Linked DNA regions of Mus musculus: regions 1 and 3 are each linked to region 2. Evidence: chromatin contacts called from public Hi-C and HiChIP or PLAC-seq data. All regions are on one chromosome and are shown on one strand. The core of a region is the stretch at or near the end of the contact, and the rest is flanking DNA. Distances in the headings are between cores, read along the strand shown. Region 1 has its middle 250 kb from the start of Chordc1. Region 2 has its middle 200 kb from the start of Gm39296. Region 3 has its middle 420 kb from the start of Chordc1.

Region 1 (3,823 bases), core at 1,209-3,708, 480 kb before region 2:
GAGACCCGGGAGGCAAGAGACTCCCAGGACTCATAGGCAGGACCTTTGATGAAATTTCAGACAGTAGGAGAGGGCTCTGAGTGTCATAAAACATGTACAGTCATGAGTTAGACTACCCCAAAACACTCTCTGCCCAAAGTTACCCTGTCACAGAGACTGTGAGTCAGGAGAGATACCCCATGAGTCAAAACTTCCATGGATCTCAAGAGACATGCTCAGTGGCCTGCCTCTGGGATCAGGATCAGGGTCATTTGAATGCAGTTTACTGAGTACTCAAGCTTTGATGAATTAATAATGTGACTTCAAAACTCCACCATCACTGAAATGTCATCCAGACAAAAAAGTAACATTAGCATTAACTTATAGATCAAATGGAATATATATATAAAACATATACCACCTAAACACATTCTTTTCAACTTTTATCACTGTATAATTTTTTCCTCAAATATATCATATTTTAAAGTAATAAACTAAGTCTTCATGGATACAAAAAAAGTAGGTTTAACTTTTTTCTTATCAGATCACAATGGAATGAAACCAGAAGTCAACTACAAGTTTAATGAGAAATTTCAGCCAAATAAATGGGGATTATATAATAAACTTTTGGATAAAAAAGTTCTCAAATAACCATATAAAGCCCATTACTAATTAGCCTTATACCAAAATTGTATACACGTTGATGAAGAAAGCTCTAATATTCTGGAAAATCCAGTTCAGCAACACAATGTAAATATACCAAGCCATAATACAAGTTGGTTTCATTACAAAGATGTGAAGATTGCTTAACATGTGCAAATCAATAAATGCAATATTGATTAAAAAATCAAGAATAAAAGTCATGCAGGAGCCTAAATAAAACCAAGAAAGTATGTGTTAGAGTCACCAAGTTTTCATAATAAAAACCCTATATAAAATGCCATACATCTCTGCATCGTAAAGGTAATATATGAGCAATTCAGAAAACCCATCAAACTGCATGGAAAAAACCATTCCCACCAATTCATCCTTGGAGCCTGGAACCAGCTGCAGCTGATGATGTGCAGGATAGGGCGTAGTCTCTGGAATAGCTCCGGGGGGCCTCTCAGCAGGTAGCTGTACCTTGAAGAGGAACATTGACAGTGGCTCAACAATAGAGTGATCTAGGAAGGAAGGCTCCACCCTAGATAATCTCCTTAGTGGCAGCAAGGTCAAGTTCTGGCTCAGCCTGCTTCAGGCTTGTGGGAGGCTACAACATCTTTTAGAAACCTCAGAATCCTTAGATCACTTACAGACTCCACAGTCCCTTCATAGTCTTTAGAGACTCCATAATGATTAATACCTTTAGTACCCTCAGCAGATTCCTTAGCGCTCTAAAGTATTTGAGAACTCTCCATGCCTCCACAACCCTCAGAACATTCAGAACCCTCATTATCCTCATCAAACTCAGAGCCTCACGTTTGTGCATTCAAGGTCAGTAAAGCACTAGAAGAAGCTCTTTGGGTTGCATATATTTCTAATATATAAGAAGTAATAAGGACGTTAGCTGGTAAACGACGAGGATGGGGTAGCATTGGCCTCAAAGCACAGAACAAATATGGTTCCTTGACTCATAATGTTGTATTAGGCATTTTTATTTTTAATTTTTAAAAATTTTATTTTATTTTTGGAAGTAACAAGGAGGGCCTAAGGGGAACATTTAAATCTTACTGAAAAGATTAGATATTGGAGGTAGATAGAGAGAGGGACCAGAGTGGGGGGAGGGTTGTAAGGACAGGAATGGGAGTGATGAGGTAGGAGGAGGATGGAGAGGGAGAGTACTGGAGAGATAACTGGATTAGGGGGCTGTAGCATGAAATATAATAAAGAATCCCTTGCTACCACAAGCAAAGCTCCAGGAGACTGTTGGGCATGTTCTCAGCCCGGCAGAACCTCTGTCTCAGAGCTCCCAAATCTCTCCACCCAGCTCACTAAGTTGCCATGGTGGACCGTTGCCACACCAGCCCCATGCTTCCAAATTCCTGTGGCTGGTTGGAGTGCCCTGCCACTGTATCTTTTCTCTGGAGCTCAGTTGAGTTGCTTAGTGAAGGAAACACCATACAATCTTAGTTTAGAGTCAAAAGACAACACAATCCCTGGGTGTAGCAACTAGCAATTACAATTAGTAAATTCTAAACTATTCTAAGTTATATATCCTCTGGTAGCGGATCCCTATGGATCCTCCACCTGAACTGGGGACCTTTGTTTGTTCTCCATCAACTCTCCCATCCAAAACATAAGTGTCCTTCTTCTGCTTCCTGCTTCCTCTCTGTGATCCAGAAATTCAGCCTAATTACCCATTCCTTGAAATCTTTATTCATTAAGGGAAGGTTCACTTGAAGTCACCTGAGTACTTGATTCACTCCGCTTCCCAGGCAGCCCCTCTTGGGAAGAAGAATTAGCATCAAAATACAAACAGCACCAGGACAATCCACAACAGGAGGAATCTTTAGGATTAGCTAGAAACCTAGGACAGTGGAAACTCGCAGGAATCCAAGGGTGACCCTAGCTACTACCACTAGCAATAAGGAATATGGATCCTAAACTGGACATCTCCTGTAAACAGGCAAGAGGGATTGGGATAGCAAAACAGCCATAGAATCTTAGAACCACAACTTGTTCTTTCTATAAAATGCTCAGAGGTAAAAGACTGAGCAGAATTTGAGGGGAGGGTTAACCAATGACTGACCCAGTTTAAAAACCATGCCATGAGAAGGAACCCACCACTGACACTATTAATGACATTCTGCTGTACTTGCTGGCATGGCCCTAACACAACTCTCATAAAAAGCTTTATCTAGCAACTGATCAAGACTGATGAAGAGACTCACAGCCCAGTATTAAGTGGAGCTTGGGTTATTCTGTGAAAGAGGTTGGGGAGAAAGGATAGAAGGAGCCAGATGGGTAAAGGACACCACAAGAATCTGTACAGAATCAACTAACTTGGGCTCACAGTTGCTCATACAGACTGAACTGCCAACCAGAAAGCATGCATGGGAGAAAGATAGGTCCTCTGCACATATGTAACAGGTATCCAGCTTAGACTTCATGTGAGACTCCTAAAAGTGGGAGCAGGGGCTATTTCTCACTTGCTGCTTGCCTTTGGATCCCTTTCTCCTTAACTGTGCTGGCTTGTCTAGCTTCAATAGATGAAGAAGCACCTAGCAATACTGCAACTTGATATGCCAAGTTTGATTGCTATCCATTGGAGAACTTCCCGTTTTCTGAGTAGAAGAAGAGTGAGGGTTAGGTTGAGGAAGAGGTGAAAGGGAGGGGCTTGGAGTAGAGAAGGAAGGGGAAGCTGCCCTAGTGTAGCGATTGAGTTAGTGAGCAGGGAGAGGGGGTGGGATGGGGGGTTCGGAAGAAAAATGACAAAAGAAGATAAAATTTGAAATGTAAGTAAAGAAAATAGCTAATAAAAATGCAAAAATAGAGGCTATCAATAGCCAGCATTATTATCTTTTATTTTTATTTTCCAATATTCCTTTCTTTGAGGCCTTTTGGGTATATTTTATGGCTTCTCGTTTTGTGTTTTTATGGAGTTTCTGAATGTGTGAATAAGTATGTCTCTGGGTCTATATTTGTTTCTTGGTCATTTCTTGGTCTTTCCCTCTTATTTGTTTTGTCCTATTCCAATGCATTTGTTTTTGTTTTATTACTTTATTTTATTATTATCCCTCAGAATTCTCTTTATTTTCTAATTAGAGACAGAAAGAGAATGGATTCAGATGGGATGGGAGGTAGGAAGGAACTAGGAGGAGATGATAGATAGTTAGGCTGTATATATGGAAATATAAACTCTATT
Region 2 (4,327 bases), core at 1,399-3,898:
GAGACATTAAGCTATTTTCACTAGGCCCTTCTTAAGGGATTAAAGACAGCTGCTAAAAAGATTTCCCTTGTCACCTAGTCAGTCCCAGATATTAGAAAAAAAGTTATAAAATTTAAAGTTATAAGTAGATCCACAGAAACAGGGAACATATTGGCTACTGTGATGGAAACTGTCAATCAATATTCATTTTGACCTCTTATCACTGATGCCTATGTTAAGTGTCTGGTTATATTGGAGAAAGGAAAGATGTGGAACTTTATTTTTTGAGATAGGAATGCATAGCTTTCAAGGCTGGGTCCCTTGGTTGCCAGAAAAAGGGAGATTTGCATTACAAAAATTGGGGTTGCAAAACTGAGGCTTTCTGAAAAATTCCTTAAGAAAGATTCTGGCATTTGCAAACTAGAGAAAACTGGGGAAATCATATTCTAGGACTCTAGGATAAAGTTCATTGAAGTATGTTAATCCAGGATATGTTTTTGTGGTTAAAAGTTCACCCTAATGGGGAAAGAAGTGTAGGGGAGTATTTAGGATCAGTGATAGAAGAGAGGGCAGAGGGCCAGGAGAATAAGTGGAAATCAATGGGCAGCTGGCTGGAGTAGGGGGTGGGAGGTATTTCTAGGACTTGGGATGAAGAAGCCTCCCAAGAGTCTATGGTTTTTTTGTTTGTTTGTTTGTTTTTTAAATTCTGGTGGAGTCAACATCTAGTACTTCATTTCATAACCTTACATGCTTACCTCTCTGTTATTGAATGTGACTTCCCTTTCCTGCTAGTGTTGCAACTATAATGGGTTTCTAGTTAGAATAAATCTGGTCTTATAAGACACAATGACTATGTCTCTCAAACACAGAAAAATTTAAGAAGAATTGTTATTACTTCCTTAAATATTTCATTCAACTCACTGGAGAATCCATGTTTGTAAATGTTTTCATAACAGAAAGAGTTCTACTACTAATTCTATCATGTTGTATGCTTATCCTGATTTGATTTTTATGTGACATATGCATGTGGAATTATCTGTTTATTCTTTGTTATTGGTGTCTGTTTGCAGCAACTCTCAATCTTTTCATTTCTGTAATGTTATGCTTCATGGTTCTCTTTCCTTTTCTGAGCCTGTCACCCTGCCTTCCATTTCTAAGCCATTGAAAAAAATACTGGGGACTTTATCTTTTTGAGGAATCTACCAGTTTCATCATTTAGCATTTGAATTCTTTTAAATCTCCATCTTAGTTATTTTTTTTTTTACTGTAAACTTCATTATTTTTCCTTATTTCTTTCTTCAAAATATGGATTTATTTTTCTCTGGGTTGTTAATTTTCTGAAATGTGGTCACATATTGATATATTGCTATTGTTTTATATAGGTAGATGTTGATCATACTAAATGTACCTGTTTTTGTTTTATATTTTCCCTTTTTGAGGCATAGTAGTCCAGGCTAGTCTTGAACTCAGTATGTAGATGAGGCTTGCATGGAACTTCTGATCTACCTGCCTCTACCTTTGCTTGCTGAGATTACAGGGATATGCTACTGCTCCCTGCTTATGCTTCCTTTTTGGTTCTGTTGTGTTTTCTTTCATTTGTTGCAAAAAAAAAAAAAAAAAATCTCTACTATGTGAGTTTAAGTTTGCATGTACATCTGTCTGGGGGTTGCCAATGCATACGGCTGGCTGTTCCTGCATATGTAAGGAAATGTATATGGAAACCAAAGGCATATCTGGTATGTTATTCATCAGGTGATGTAATCCTTTCTTTCTTTCTTTCTTTCTTTCTTTCTTTCTTTCTTTCTTTCTTTCTGTCTGTCTGTCTGTCTGTCTGTCTGTCTTTCCCTCCCTCCCTCCTTCCCTCCCTCCCTCCCTCCCTCTTCCTCCTCCCTCCCCTAACTAGGGTTACTATTGCTGTGATGAAACAATATGATGAAACATGTTAGGCAGGAAGGTATTTATCTTAGGCTTCCAAATCACTGTTTACCATTGAAGAAATTCAGGACAAAAACTCAAAACAGGAAAGGAACCTGTACGCAAGATCTGATGCTGAGTGCTGCTTACTGGCTTCCTCATCATAGATTACTTAGTCTGCTTTTTAAATAAAATCTAGAACCAGTAATGCAGAGACAGCACCACCCACAACAGGTTGTGTTGCAGGAAATATTAAAAATGGTCAGCATCTTACCATGCTACACAGGGCAATGGTTGGCCATATGGCTCCAGCCAGGTGTTCTCATCTCAGCAGACTTTCTGGCCTGGGTCTCCCAAGAGGTCTCCACCTGACTTGCTAATTTCCCTTGGTGGGTCGTTGCCATGCCGGCCCCATACAATGACTGCCCACCTCAAGTTTAGACATTGCCACGGACCAGCCCTAGTCAGCCTCCCTCAATCCACGGAAGAAATTTTGGGGTTCTGGTTACAGGCAAGCAAGAAGATGGCACAGTGAGTATGCGTATCTGAATGTATTTTGTCTCAAAGCAAGCACCAATCTTATAAGTGACTTTTACACAAAACAGAGGAATGCATAAAAAAAGCTAAGAGGAACCAATGGGGATAAAAATCAGTGTTAACAACTGGGATCAAAAGCAGCCCCACCTAAGGTCAGCTTAATCTTAGAAGCCAGGGGCAATGGCTTTATGCCAATTCCAATTCTAGTCTATTGTATAGTCCACCTTCCCCCTAGGCCATTGTAAATTCCTGTGTATGGGTGTAACTCAGCTATCTATTGTTCTAAGTATCTACTCTAGCTCCTCCCTAGACTACAACCTTCCTTCTTCCTAGATAATTGTAAATTCCTGTGTAGGGCAGTGACTCAGCTATCCATGCCCAGGTTCAGCTCAAGGACTGCCTAGGACTGGTGAAGAACCTAACTTAACTATATGTCAAAATCAATCCTTATGTTAAAGCAATATTGAGTGAAAGCACACAGATCTGTTTACTGACTAAAGCAAGAACAGATTTGGAGAATTCATTATTAGAGGATGCCACGGTTCCAGGAGACTAAGTGTCCGTGAACATTTCGCCTCGGGACTGCGACCAGGCTTTTGGGCCTGTTATGTGGGTCACTACTGGAGTGGATGTGGCAAGATATCACAATACCCAGTAACCCAGTAAAATCAAAACTCTTGAAGCTTATAATTAACCATTCAGATTTACATAACAGTAAATTCTCAATTCACAGGATGCCCATACAATAATTATAGGGCCAACTGATAATGATACAAGCAGTCCACCTAGATTAAACATGATTTTCCAATTATTCTATCTTTTATGATATATATATATACACCTGTGGCTATTCAATAGGCTTGCTGCTGCATTAATATTTACATTAACTGGACAGGGAAAATCCTGCCACAAGTTTGGGTCTTCCCCCATTAATCATCAATTAAGAGAATGCCCCACAGCCCAATATTACGGAAGCATTTTTTTTTAATTGAAGCTCCCTTTCTCCAGATGACTCTAGTTTGCATCAAGTTGACATGAAACACCTTACATTATATCATAGCACCGGGCACTTCACCAACTGAGCTACACTCCAGGTCCCAAATGAATTGAATTAATAAATGAAAACTATGCATTTGTTCTTATATAGAGAATAAGTGTAGTTCTCATGCCTCATCAGGGAAATATGCCTTTTAACAGACAGAGAGCAGTACAGAAACCCACAAGCAATCAAAATGCAGAGCTATGGATCACAGTTCCATCCATAAAATATTCTTGTTCTTAAAGCTCATGAAACATTGTGTAAGAGGGGCCAGAAAGAGTATAAGAACCAGAGAATCAGAAAATTTTCTGTGAGATTATGTCTCCAAGCAATGTCACAGCTATATTCTTAAAGTCTCAGCAACAAGGCTGCCTCAACCTGAAATGAAGATTGGTAAAAGAAAAGACAGGACAAGTGGATTTGCAGAGACAATGTCCCAATCCTACACAAAGAACTGCAGGAAACTAAGGAATGCTGAGAGTGGGAAAAATAGTCTTACCCAAAATGAGTTCACCAGCTGGCTATCCAATACCAAATGATCAGACCTAAAAACATGTATATGAGTGAAGGGGGTGGTTCTGATGCTAAGGTTCTGTTCCCTATTGGTTCTTGATCCATCAGTAAAGAAAGCTGGGGGCCAATTACTGGGCAGAAGGTACAGGTGGGACTTCTGGGTCCCAGGAGGAAACAGCAGACACAAGGAAGGAGAGGAGGTGTTACTGCCTTGCTTTGGAGGAAGAAGAAACCAGCAGCCATGGGAGGCCTGAGGAGGAGCTCAGGTCTATGGCGACTACTACAGGCAAGTTGTCATGGATGTTTGGGAGGGACTAGGTGGAACTAGCCACTGAAGTTTAGGGA
Region 3 (3,794 bases), core at 263-2,762, 320 kb before region 2:
ATGGATCCTGATATGATCTGAGGTTATCCAGTATCATCTTATTTTACCTCAGATAGGTCTGAAGATCAGGCTAACCTATATATTTATTCACCAAATAAAGTCAAGATAAATTGTCAATACTACAGAGTGAATTTGTTTAACTCAGTTAACCCACAAGAAAAAGCTGGAATCTTTTAAGGAATGGTTACTTTTCACATGATCAACATTTATTTTTTTCTATAAGTTGTGTGTTCACTAGGAGAAAAACTGTGTCACGTTGGTGAATGGAAGTTGAGCCAGAGCCTTTTAGTCAGCCTCAATTAATGATGCTCATGGCTGCCGCCCAAGGGTTGGCCATATAGCAATGGTACCAATGGCTAAGACATTTGGTTAACAAGGATATAAAATACATTGTGCATAAGAAAGACTCTCACACTTTGTATTCATAGGCCTACCTTGATGCTCTTCACATGTAACTTTGTGTCTAAGATCAGCATCGCCAGTTGTTTCTCCATAGCTTGTGAGTTACTGGATAAATCATTGAATACTGTGCCCAAATCTGACTATTTTTACTTCAGAGTACTTCAGAATACAAGCTTCCTGTCATGTGCAACAGACAGAAGGGAAGCTAGCCAGTCTTTCATACATGTCCCTTTCATACATGCTGAAGCACAGCCACAGTCTTTCTGATTTCACAAAGAGATTGAGCTGACTTGTACTAGCCTACTTTAAATTTCCTTCTTTGTTGTCAGTGGCGGGGACTCTTTGCATGATCATGTATGAACTTGAGAGTGTTTCAGGATTGGAGTTTTATGCACCCAGTCATGTAACTTTCTTATATCCTTTTACTGCGCTCAATCTTGGTCCCAGATAATCATTTCTATTTTATGATACATACTGCTAAGCTTGCTGAAATATCTGACAATATCTGTGTCATGGTGCCAGCATGGACTGTCTTGTTATGTGATGTTTTATCTACCAGTGGCCAGATAGTAAATCATTTCTTCCAGTTGTGTTGGTATTGTTACAGGTATTTTCTTAAAGACAGTGAATTATCTGTTGAAGATTACATCATCTTCCTCCGTTTATATTTAAGATTGTTTTGGAAGCAAGGCAAAAATATACAGTTCATGGGGCCTCATATTGTAGATGTAGTTCAAGTCCTTGTTCTGTACTTTGGCAAATTCTAGTCAGGCAGTTTATAAAACTATAAGTAAATGGTCCCAGGCAAATCTCCAGAGAATAGAACATAGTTACCTCCAAAAATAATATGATGCCTACATGACATTGTGGTTCATTGGTAAGAGAACACTTTTCAATGTTTCCAACAACTGATTCCTGTAGCCTCCCCCAGCCTTGAGTAGGTTGGCTTTGACCTTGCTGCCACTGAGTCTGAAACCACCTGGGGCTTTAACCTTGCTGCCACTGAGACCACCTGGGGTGGAGCCTTCAGATTTAGATGGCTCTATTGTTCTATCACCTGCTGCTGCTCTTCGCCAAGACACTGCTACCTGCTGAGAGGCCCTTGAGATATTCCGGGAGACAGCATCCAACAGATCAACTACAGGCTTGCAACAGGCACCAAGAATGGACTGGTGGGGGGCCAGCCTTCCTCCTTTATAAGCACAGACTCTTAGTAAACTTGAGGGCCTTGAACAGAAACATATCTTGGCCTCCATTATTTCTCTCCATTGCCTTCCATACAGCTCTTGTCTCCCACTCAGGAACCCAGTTAGTGTTCAGCTACAGATTCCTATAGTAGAAACCTCCAGATCTTGGCAGTCATAACAGCGGTGCTTAACTTATCCAGTCTTCTATTGTGCCTGCCCTACTTTCTAGAAATCATCTCCATAGACTCTGTGCTTCTATTACCATTATTTCTACTCTGTCCTTGGAGTTATTTTGGCAATTGCTAAGGGTGTTTCTGACAACTAACTATCCTTGTCTTGTGCTATTTGAACCTTTGACTTCATAACACTTATGAAGCCCTGTTATAGACATGTGTTTTGTAACCTTGGGTCTGGCCTCAAGGATTGGTTCTCTACATGTTCTCACAGAAATCCCCTTAATGTTTGTGATTTTGAGCAATAGCATGCACTCTAGAAACTTGGGAGACATTGTTCTGTTTGTGATGGGATCTGTCCATCTTTGTGAGTTTATGTTCATGTCTTTCTGTCTTCCAAAGATTATATGCTTACATTGTGTAGTATTTGTTTTCACAAGACTTGTATGACCATTCCATCTATATTTTATCATATCTGAAGGTGCTTTCAAAACATTAAAGTGTATAATAGTCACAGAGTTTAGTACCCTCCTAGCAGTAAAATAATCTTTAAAATCCAACTTATACTACATGTTTCCTCCACACCTTGGAATATTGTCATTTTATCAGGGACATCATTTCTGTGTTCGAGACTATAGTTTTCAAGGTAAAATTTCTTCCTTCTTAATGCTTCCTCAGCTAGGTTATATTACATTTTTAAAATTATTGAGTGTTTTGTTTTTCATGAGAAATAATGATCAGGGCTCATAGGTTCTGGCCCAGTGATGAACTGGAATGAGTTGGAACCAGTTTCTAGAAGACAATTATGAGGTAAGAGTTCTGTTACACTGTTGGTAGATTCAGATGGTAGTCAGCATCCTGTTACTATTTCCTTATACTCTACACATTTGTAAATACTGTAAGTCAGGGCAGTGCTATTTGTCTTATTTTTTTCTTAATGTCATTTAAGTGCTCATCAGACCACAATCCAAAATAGCCATCTTAAAACACCCAATTAAAGTGAATATTTTGATAATCTCAAGAGCTGCGAGAATCTGAAGTGTTAAAACTCTTTTATTTCTCTCTCTTATATGTCTTCACCCCATGACTTTGGGTCTCTTTGATTCTCAATTTGGTCTCTAATCCTCTTATCTAATTTTTATTCTGATAATAATGAACTGCTCCAGGACCTCTTCTACAGCTGTATATTGTCCACATTTTCAGGTTTATGTTTTTGATTATAACCATTTGCTTAAGAGAGCTAAAGAGATTTTTACTTGTGGCCAAAGAAGAGCAAAAGTTTCAGCTTTCCACTTAATCACTGCCATTTTTCACTGACTTTTTCTAATGATTGGGTGCTGTATGATTATTAACTCCCATAATTACCTTATAATTGGTGGCCCAAGAAAGTATACTATGCTTTGCATTTTGTTAGATCTTTGTTGCGCCTGTTCTACTATCCTTGAAAGATTTTACAATCTATTTTCCCCTGGATTACATCCAGATCCCACATACAATTTTAGAATCTGCTTCCTATGGCCATTTTGGAAACTATATATCATGAATTAGCCTTTCAGAAAAGCAGACTCTGAGATGTCAGTACTATAGCTGAATGACTGAGGATTCAGAACATGCCATGTTACGTAATGAGAAAAGCAGGACTGGAATGAGGAAAATATTGACCCACGTGGATTTACTTAAGTATTCTCCATCAATGCTATGGGGTCCCTTGTGAAAGAAGAGCCCCTAACATAACAGGTTTTCATTGAGGCAAAAAGACCATAGTACAAAGACTTTCTTTGTACTCTGTGAACTGAAATTGCTGAAAAGGGATGACTTTCCTACTAAAGGATTTAAAATGAATGCATTGTCAGCTAACACAGTGCAAAATATTGTCCCTTAGTCTGTAGATAGTGTTTGGATGGCACCTTAATATTTCCAATGAAAAGAACAATCAAAGTGACAATTGAAGAATTAGTTCTCATAAAACCATATCCATCATGTTTATTTGTAAAAAGTGCTTGCGAATTTTAAACTCAGGAGACTTTAAACT

The links. A called contact is a pair of places that touch in the nucleus more often than the background predicts. HiChIP or PLAC-seq counts read pairs in DNA pulled down with a chosen protein or histone mark.
Region 1: an H3K27ac HiChIP or PLAC-seq map of embryonic stem cells shows a contact between it and region 2, with 5 read pairs. The contact joins two enhancer-like sites. A contact is called at or near these places in 2 of 484 Hi-C or Micro-C datasets (both in embryonic stem cells), 2 of 115 datasets of contacts at active chromatin or transcription factors (both in embryonic stem cells) and 1 of 9 other capture datasets (embryonic stem cells).
Region 3: a contact with region 2 is called in a Hi-C map of embryonic stem cells, with 2.0 times the contacts expected there. The contact joins two enhancer-like sites. A contact is called at or near these places in 1 of 484 Hi-C or Micro-C datasets (embryonic stem cells) and 2 of 115 datasets of contacts at active chromatin or transcription factors (both in embryonic stem cells).

Annotation. Positions count from the first base shown.
Region 1 is chr9:18,040,111-18,043,933 of GRCm38.p6, reverse strand. No RefSeq gene overlaps it. Among named protein-coding and RNA genes, the nearest start is that of Chordc1, 250 kb to the left of the region's middle. Within about 2 kb of position 2,458, at least 4 of the 459 cell types and tissues checked have an H3K27ac peak or open chromatin away from gene starts, as enhancers often do. A contact at or near this core is called in embryonic stem cells, where this site is marked.
Region 2 is chr9:17,556,157-17,560,483 of GRCm38.p6, reverse strand. No RefSeq gene overlaps it. Among named protein-coding and RNA genes, the nearest start is that of Gm39296, 200 kb to the right of the region's middle. Within about 2 kb of position 2,648, at least 15 of the 459 cell types and tissues checked have an H3K27ac peak or open chromatin away from gene starts, as enhancers often do. A contact at or near this core is called in embryonic stem cells, where this site is marked.
Region 3 is chr9:17,872,694-17,876,487 of GRCm38.p6, reverse strand. No RefSeq gene overlaps it. Among named protein-coding and RNA genes, the nearest start is that of Chordc1, 420 kb to the left of the region's middle. Within about 2 kb of position 1,512, at least 6 of the 459 cell types and tissues checked have an H3K27ac peak or open chromatin away from gene starts, as enhancers often do. A contact at or near this core is called in embryonic stem cells, where this site is marked.